3 separate regions of the Sus scrofa genome follow, and all the other regions are linked to region 2. The links are chromatin contacts, called in public Hi-C and HiChIP or PLAC-seq maps. All regions are on one chromosome and are shown on one strand. The core of a region is the stretch at or near the end of the contact, and the rest is flanking DNA. Distances in the headings are between cores, read along the strand shown.

Region 1 (2,948 bases), core at 323-2,822, 360 kb after region 2:
CACGGGGTTCTGCTGTTTGTAGTCTCTAAATAAAATAAATGTGTGTTAAATCATAGAGTCTTAGAATTTGAGAGCCGGGAGGAATCGTAAGAATTTCTCTTGACCAATCCTTTACTTGATGAAGAAACAGGTCGAGAGAGATGAGTTGACTTGCTCAAAGCCAGACAGCTGGCTGGTGGCAAAGCAAGGGCCAGAACCCCGGTTTCTCCTGCTTTAAGTCTGTACCTAAGTGGCCCTTAGATAATCAGTGACAGAAATATACGGCTTCACGCAAGGTCTCCTGGGGATGGTGGTGATGCGGGTGCTTCGCTTTATTGAAACATTTACGAAGATTCCCTTCATCGCCTCGCAGGACCTCCTCGGACTAACTCAGCTGGGTGTTGAGCGGAGTCACAAGTTGCGTGCTGCCCTTGCTTTCGAGTCCGTCGGCCTAATCTCGGGGCTTTTTGACAGGAGGGCCCACCCGAGGGCCCCGCACACAGGGGCTCCCCCTTTCGGCCCTTCCCAGGCTGCCGCCTGTCACAGCGGCCGCGCGGCCCGCCCCACGTGGACCCGGCTCGGAGGATCAAAGTCTGTTTGCTGCCGGGCCCCGTAGGTGTGCTGGGAGCTGCGAGAACCCGCAGCGCCAGAGCAGGAGCCCCGCCACGCCGGGAGGACCCCGGCTGCCCCGCCCCGCCCCTCCCCCTCCTGCTGCACGCGGCCCGCGCCCCCCACCCTCCCCCACGACGCCAGGCGCTGCACCCGGCCGCGGCCCCCGGCCCACGCCCGGCTCCTGAAGGGAAAGGCCCCGCCCCTATCTGTTAGAGCCACGACACCGCCCCCTCCCGCCCCGCCGGGCTCCATCCAATAGTGAGCGCGGATAGGCGGGGCGCGGCGGCTGTCGTGAGGAGGTCCTGGCCAATGGGGAAGCATGCCGGGCCTGGTGGGCGGGGCGGCGAGGCCTTGTCACGCTCGGGTCCGTGTGAAAACGGGGGTTCCGAGTGCAAAGCAAAGTTTTTTTGTAAACCGTCTGCAAAGGCGGGGGGGCGAAGAAGGCGCCCGACACCGGGCCGAGTGCAGCTGCGGTTGCTGCCGCCTCTTCAGCTCTTCAGGCGTCGGCTCCTCGGTCCGAGCCACACCGGAGGGAGACCTGAGAGAGGGAGACCTGCGCGGAGAGCCGGCAGATGCTTGGAGTCTTCACAGCGCAGAGCTGCCCGTCGCCCGCCCGCTCCTGCTCCGGCTCTTGGTCCGCGGGCTCCGGGAGCCCCAGTTCCCCACCTCCGCCGCCCCGCCGTGGGTGTGGGGGCTGCTGGGGCTGAGCCGGGCCTCCGCGCCGGCTCCGAGGACAGACGCCTGAGGAGCTGCGCGCCACCGGCCCGCCGGGGACGCCCGCAGGCGCGGGGGCGCGGCGGCTTGACCCCGGGCTCGCCCCTGTCCGGCGGCGGAGGCCCCACCGCAGGCTCCCGAGCGGCCGGGCTCCGGCGGTGAGAGCCCGGCGGCGCCCTTCCTCCTCCGTGGCCGGGCCGCCGGCCCTCGGCGCCTCGCCGCCGCCGCCGCCGCCTCACGAGTGTCCGGGCCGCGCTCGGCGGGCCCCTAAGCCGCAGCCATGGGGTGCTGGGGTCGGAACCGGGGCCGGCTGCTCTGCATGCTGTTACTGACCTTCATGTTCATGGTCCTGGAGGTGGTGGTGAGCCGGGTGACCTCGTCGCTGGCGATGCTCTCGGACTCCTTCCACATGCTGTCGGACGTGCTGGCGCTGGTGGTGGCGCTGGTGGCCGAGCGCTTCGCCCGGCGGACCCACGCCACCCAGAAGAACACGTTCGGCTGGATCCGGGCCGAAGTGATGGGGGCTCTGGTGAACGCCATCTTCCTGACCGGCCTCTGCTTCGCCATCCTGCTGGAGGCCATCGAGCGCTTCATCGAGCCGCACGAGATGCAGCAGCCGCTGGTGGTCCTCGGGGTCGGCGTGGCGGGGCTGGTGGTCAACGTGCTGGGGCTCTGCCTCTTCCACCATCACAGCGGCTTCGGCAACGACTCCGGCCACGGCCACTCGCACGGGGGGCACGGCCACGGCCTCCCCAAGGGGGGCCGCGGCAAGAGCAGCCGCGCCGGCGGTAGCGACAGCAGCGCGGCCCCAGGGGAGCAGGGAACCGACCAGGAGGAGACCAACATCCTGGTGGCCAAGAGCAGCAACTCCAACGGGCTGAAATTGGACCGGACAGGTGAGGTGGTCGCCGCCGCAGGTGGTTGGCCCTGGGGAGCCCAGACCCCGGGTGGCCCCGGGCGGGGTGGCCCGCACGCCCCCTGGTGCCCAGCGGGCCGCGCCGCGCCGCACCGCCGCCTCGCCGCTCCTTCCCGGTCCCGCGCCCGCCCAGAAGGCGCGGAAACGCAGGTTTCCCCCTTTCAGCCTGGTGTCATGAGCCCGGGGACGCTTCGGGGGTTGGGGGGTGGGTGTAGACGAGGCATCGCGGCTGTGAGAGCAGACAAAGGTCAGGGGTGACCGTCAGCCCCCTGCTGCCCGCACCCCACACTTGGCTGTCTTCTCAGGCTGCCGTTTCAAGAGAGTGTCTGATTTGGGCGTTAGCAGGATCCAAACTGCTTCCTAATTCAATTTCTTGACCCTGTCGGCCCACGGAGAGAATCCCCCGCTGGTCCTTAGTTGTTGGCTGTTTGGGACCTTGCTCTGCCCAAGTAGTTCTGAGGCCCTTCCAACAAGTTTCTTGATGTATCCCGAGCCAGCTATCTAGCGATTGACTTGCCTGAGTTCAAAACCCTGGTTCAAGGTTCTTCTTAAGAACAGCCGTGTATGTTTCAGGTAATTTTCTAAAATCTAAACCAAACCCTGAAAATCTTAGACTTCGGACCTGTCTGGGCATGTTTAACATTTCACTTAGGAATTTCCATAATCATACGAAGATAAGCGATGGTAATTCAGCTTATATTTTTAATGGACAGTTTTCATTCTAAAC
Region 2 (2,700 bases), core at 32-2,531:
AAATGAATGAGATTTCATTTGTATCCATGCTTAGTCTGTCTGGGTAGTAACTCCCTTATCAGAAACTAAGAAGAAAGTTTCAGGTTGATGATACCAAACTTAAACTCAAAATTCTCATTGCCAATGTTTTAACCTAAGGGACTTAAAGAACTGGAGAGAACAAGATAGATATCTAGATACTAATACGGCAACAGTTCCAAGTTACACCGTTAAAGTGAAAAACGAGACAAAACATTTTTACCCCATTTCTGTAAATAACAATTATTACCTCTGACATTGAAAAACATCTGGATTAAGATATTTCAATCTATTCATAGCCGTCATTTCTGGGACATACGCTCATAAGCATTTTTCGCTCTGCAATTACGGATTTTTGTGCCCATGTGTTAATCGGGAGGAAAAAAATTTGACCATGCTAAAAGCAGATGTGCTATCTTCTCTGCTTGACGGAGTTCCCTAACAGCGGGTCATTTTCACTGGTGTACACAGCAAATAGTCGGGCTCACTAAGGTTCTACCACAAATGAATGAATTCACCAATGAATATGAGTCCGGACGGCCTCGCGTAGCTGCTGCGAGAACCACACCTACTCAGATGCACGCATTTTCCACTTAATGAGCAAAATGGACACAGGCCGTAATGGAGGCCAGTGAACTCAACGTCCCTCCCTCCGTCAGGCCACAGTCCTGACCGAAAAAGTCCCGATTACGACGGAACGTGTCTCGAGGGCCCGCAAGTGCAGCTTTCCTCGGTACTCCTCGCCTCCGCGAACTCGCTCGGCTGCGGGAGAACCCGGCGGCTGGGAAACGGCATCGGCGTGGGCACTGGTCTGAGGTGCTGTTACGGGGGAGGTGGATCCGCCGGCCAAAGGCAGCGGTTAGGGCCGTTACTCACCACTCCTTGGGACGCCAAATTGGGGCTGGCGGAGCACCGAACTGAAGAGCATCTGGGCCGGAGGGAAAGGCTCAAGTGAAGGAAAAGCCGCGGAAAAGCCCCCCGATGCAGCAGAAACCGTCTCTTGCGCCCTTCAGAACACGACGAGTTATTGCCTCCAACTCCCGCCACTGTAAGCCCCGGCCACCAAACTCCCCGCCAAACTGACGTCACGCCCTCTGATTGGCTCCCGCCGCGGCGTCCGGGCGCGTCCGAGTCACTTCCCCCTTCGAATCTCCGCCTCCTTTTCTCCCAGCCGCGGGAACCTAGAGTTCCAGAGCTCCCTGAGCGCCTGCGCGGGGGGCCGCAGAGGCGCCGGCGAACGGCGGGGAGGCCTGGGCGCATGCGTAACTCGGCTCGGCAGAGCGCGGAGGAAAAATCCGCGAGAAGGTGGTGGAAGAAGATGGCGGGGCTGAGGCAGAGTTTGCAATCTTTCTGAATAGGCTAGTCGAGTAACTATTCGGATCATGGCGTCAAACTCAACGAAGTCTTTTCTGGCAGATGCTGGCTATGGCGAACAGGAGCTGGATGCTAACTCTGCCCTTATGGAATTAGACAAAGGTATGCGAAAGAGCGGGCGAAGCGGGTGGAACGGGTGTGGGGGGAACTGGCGCCACCAGGCGGTGGTAGCCTAGGAAGAGGCTGGGAAGGCGCATGCGCACATCTTCCCTGGGCGGGGCAGGCGCGGGTGCTTGTGCTTTTGGTAAGGCATTTGCAGCTTGGGGAGGTTGTTCCTGAAAATTGCAGCGTTGCCGGATGGGCCTCACACACGCTGAAAAAGTAGAAAACTCCAGTGATGGGCCCGTCTTGACCGCTTGAGGGCACAGTCCCCCGATTTTCCGAGCAGTTTCTAAAAATGCTACATTGAAATTGAGAAATTAGTTTTCATTATAGTCGATTGAGACCAGGTCTTCACCAAAAGAGTGCTGAATAATAACCTTGGACCGATTTTATTGCGATTCACTTGATTTCTGTAACTGTTACCTGCCAGTTACTACGCAGGTTAAATAGGGACAAGTCCATCCGAAAAGCACAGCCCTTGCTCATTCTGTGCAGACAGATTCCACGAGTTCTATTTCCTTACGGGCGTGGGAGGGATGGTGGGTGGTGGAGTCGGCTGGGCAAGGGTGAAGTGGGGGTTGGGAGCTTGGTGTAGTAGAAGGAGCTTTAGGTAGACGGAGTTGAATTTTAATTCCGCTGATTTTATGATGACGGACAGGTGACCTAACTTCACCTAACCTTGGTTTTTTTCTCTGCAAAGTGGGTAAAGTACCATTGAGCTGGCAAGATTGTTGTCAATATTAAGTGATTTAATGATGTGCAAGAGAAGTCTTTATTAAATGCAGAAAAAAAATTGCCTTACCCATACATATGGGAGGCAGGGGGAGATCTTTGTCAGTAAAAAACTCAAGTATTAAAATGAAACTTTTGTTCAGTGTACTTAAATGCTTTTTATTGAATGGGGGAAACATCTGGCATACATTAATTTTTGTGTGTAAAAAACAAGAATTGGACTAGCAGAACGCTCTTCCTTTAAGTCCAATCGGAGTCACTTCCCAGCTCTCTGACTTGGTCACTACATTGACTTTAGGGGGGGTACTCTTTTTGTTTATTTGTTTTGTTTGGTTTTGACCTGTAAACATTTAAAGTGGGTTGGTCTGAATAAGTGTTTTAAACTTTAAAAAAAGCTTTTAACTCCTTTTGATCAACATAAAACAGTTACAGCGCTCCATTGAGATTTTCATTTGGTTGAGTCACAGTATCTTC
Region 3 (2,700 bases), core at 140-2,639, 310 kb before region 2:
CTTCATGTCTGTATCCCAATGCCCAGCACATTGCATCTGTTAAACCATGTCCAATATTGTGTTAGTGTCTCCTTCTAATGTGGAAGCCTGTAATTTTCCAGTTTGGTCACAGCAACAGGAGTAGAGAGGAATGATAGGGCTGGACTAGATGTCTCTGGTTCCTTCCAGCTTTAAAATTTTATGCTTTGTGTGACTTGTTCTGTCACCCCCCCCACACACACACACCCACCTTCTAGTGATGCAGCAAGAAATTGAATGAGTTGGTTGTTGTTGTTTGTTTTGGCAAGCAACTCTTCAATGAAATGGCTGGAATAAGTGTCCCATTCATAAATTCAACAAACATTGCTGGTGCCTATGATGTGTTAGGTACCATTTATATTGTCCTGTTTAATAGATGTGAGAGCAGAGGGCCTGGGCTGGCCTAGGGTGGTCAGAAGAGGTGGTGGAGGCCTCTCACTACTAACACACTGGAGAGTCAGGGTGCTCTGATGTGGTTGCCGCTCCTGTGGTTGCCACCGAGGAGCGAAGAGGCCCTGAATGCAGGGGTTGGCAGAGCTGCAGCTGCCCAGGACACAGAGCAGCATTCACCAAGGCATCAGCAACTTCTCTCTGCTTCACCACGAAGCAGCCCAGGGCGGCCACACAGAACCGCTGTTCAGGCAGTGGGAGGAGGGGGCCGTGCGGTCCTGGATTCGCCCGCCTCGCGGTAAACATCCTATTCTCCATCACAGTCAGGGCAGGAGGCTTCTGCTGCTGTGAGGCAGGGCAGATGCATTCTAAGGCGAACAGAGAAGGGCCCAAAGTATTAACAACACCTGCGGGAGGGGCTGAGCCTGGGCAAGAACCTATTGTGTCCTGATTCCAGTGTCTGTCCCAGGAATAATGGAAAGAACTTGGCTTCTGTGTTTGTTCTTGGATTAAATAACCACTTGTTCATGGCCTTCTCCCCATCTTTTCTGAAACGTGTTACCTCAGTTTCCTCATCTGTAAAACGGGGAGGAAAATGCGCTCCTTACATGGTTCCTCGAAGGATAAAAGGCATAATTAGTGCGTGAAAGTGCTTTGTAACGTATAAAATGCGCTCCCAACATTTACGATGGTTAAAAACCACCAGGCAAGCTTCCTCTTGCAGTTAAAGATAAGGATCCCGTCTGACTTGGCCCTCTTGTTCCACTTTCTACTCATTTTCTCCGCCCTTCCCCCTCCAATAAACAGAGGAAGCAAGAGACGAAGAAAGCACGTGTGTCTAAGCGCGGGTTAAGCCTCGCTCTGGGTAAAGCGCAGGCTTCGCTGCCCCAGGAGTGCCGAGTGCCCCCTGCCCAGAACTACATTTCCCAGCAAGCCTTTAGCGGCCCCGGCGGCGGCGGAGCAAGGCGCCTGCGCCGAGTGCGGCCCCGCCTGATCTCGAAGCCCCTCCTCCGAGCCGGACTCGCAGCTCGGAGCCCGCGGGTCTGGGTGTTGCAGCGGCGGAGCTCCAGTCTGTGCTCCCCGCGGGCTGCAGCGGACTCGGGTGTGTCTTAACTCCGCTCAGTGCCATGATCCGGCAGGAGCTCTCTACGTCTTACCAGGAGGTACGAGGCGGTTGGGGAGATGGGTAGGAGGGACAGCAAAGTTTCCTGTGGGCCGGAGCGGGTCCCCGGGGGTCCGGGCTGCTGGGCTGAGGGGGGCGTCCGGGCGGGCCGAGCGCGCTTCCGAGGAGCGGTGAATGCGTCGGGTGAGCGGTCCTCGCGTGCCGAGCTGCGGCGGAGCAGGAAGGAAGCGGGGCGCTGAGCCTCCTCCGGATGCTGCCGGCGCTTGGCCGAAGGATGGAGCGGGGGCACCGGAGCCGCGACCCGTAGCCAGCAGGTGAATGATTAAAGCCTCGTCGGACCCAGGCACCAGCACAGCGGGCCAGGCGAGCCCCGCGGTTGCCCCGAGAACTCTGTTTTTTTTTTTTTTTTTTTTTTTTTGCAGCAAGTGGAAGCACCCGCGTCCTTCTCCCAGCTGCAGCCCAGGCGCGGTGGGCTTCAGCCCCCTCCCGGCGCAAGGCCTCGTGGCCGCTGCAGCTGTTACCGACAGGGAGAGTTACAGCCTGTCTGGATGGCAGCTCACTTTGAAATGGCTCTCCCCGACAGAGCTGCTTCTCGCCCCGCTCCGTGTCTCTCTGCAGGCTCGCCTCCTCTCACGACCGTAACTCCCACTTTCCAGTTCTTTGTCTCTGGTCGGTCCCGAGCTACGCGCTGCGTGCGGTTCCAGCTGTTCCCTCAGACCAGCTCCTCCTGACTCTTGCTGACACTAGTGAACTGCTCTCCTCCTCCTCCTCTAGGGCCCCAACCCTTGGTCATCTCTGGTTATCTTCCCTCCTGTGCGCCCCGCGCGCCGCTCCCCTCTCGTGCTAAGTTCAGGCAGTTCCACGTCCTCAGCCCTCAGGTTTGTGTCCCCGGGTCTGCGTTACCGCTCCCTGTGGTGTCCCCGTGCTGTGCGGATTCGTCTGGGGGCCCTGCCTTGATCCCAGAGCATCCCCCTCCCCCACCTTTTAAAAAAACGTCGAGTGTAGTTGATTTACAGTCAGTTTCTGTGGTAAGGCACAGCAACGCAGTCATACATAGAAATGCACCCTTTTTCTCTTGGTCTCTTGCGTCAGGTTCCCTTTTACGCACACCTGGTGCTGCCCTCGGTCTGCTCAGAACCGAACCAACCGAACAGGCTTTCACAGCCCTG

Evidence for each region. A called contact is a pair of places that touch in the nucleus more often than the background predicts. HiChIP or PLAC-seq counts read pairs in DNA pulled down with a chosen protein or histone mark.
Region 1: a contact with region 2 is called in a Hi-C map of embryonic fibroblasts, with 2.7 times the contacts expected there. The contact joins the promoter of SLC30A1 here to the promoter of INTS7 in region 2. A contact is called at or near these places in 2 of 47 Hi-C or Micro-C datasets (embryonic fibroblasts and liver).
Region 3: an H3K27ac HiChIP or PLAC-seq map of skeletal muscle shows a contact between it and region 2, with 6 times the contacts expected there. The contact joins the promoter of TMEM206 here to the promoter of INTS7 in region 2. A contact is called at or near these places in 1 of 5 promoter capture datasets (fetal skeletal muscle), 3 of 47 Hi-C or Micro-C datasets (blood, liver and skeletal muscle) and 2 of 2 datasets of contacts at active chromatin or transcription factors (alveolar macrophages and skeletal muscle).

What each region holds. Positions count from the first base shown.
Region 1 is chr9:131,632,014-131,634,961 of Sscrofa11.1, forward strand. SLC30A1 (solute carrier family 30 member 1) reads left to right here and starts at 1,573. Exons shown (of 2, transcript NM_001139470.1): 1 at 1,573-2,201. The coding sequence starts at 1,586.
Region 2 is chr9:131,274,348-131,277,047 of Sscrofa11.1, forward strand. INTS7 (integrator complex subunit 7) reads left to right here and starts at 1,282. Exons shown (of 21, transcript XR_002336047.1): 1 at 1,282-1,494. It overlaps DTL (denticleless protein homolog), which reads right to left and starts at 1,079. Exons shown (of 16, transcript XM_013979970.2): 1 at 895-1,079. The coding sequence starts at 946.
Region 3 is chr9:130,966,819-130,969,518 of Sscrofa11.1, forward strand. It overlaps TMEM206 (transmembrane protein 206), which reads left to right and starts at 1,390. Exons shown (of 8, transcript XM_005667859.3): 1 at 1,390-1,571. The coding sequence starts at 1,536.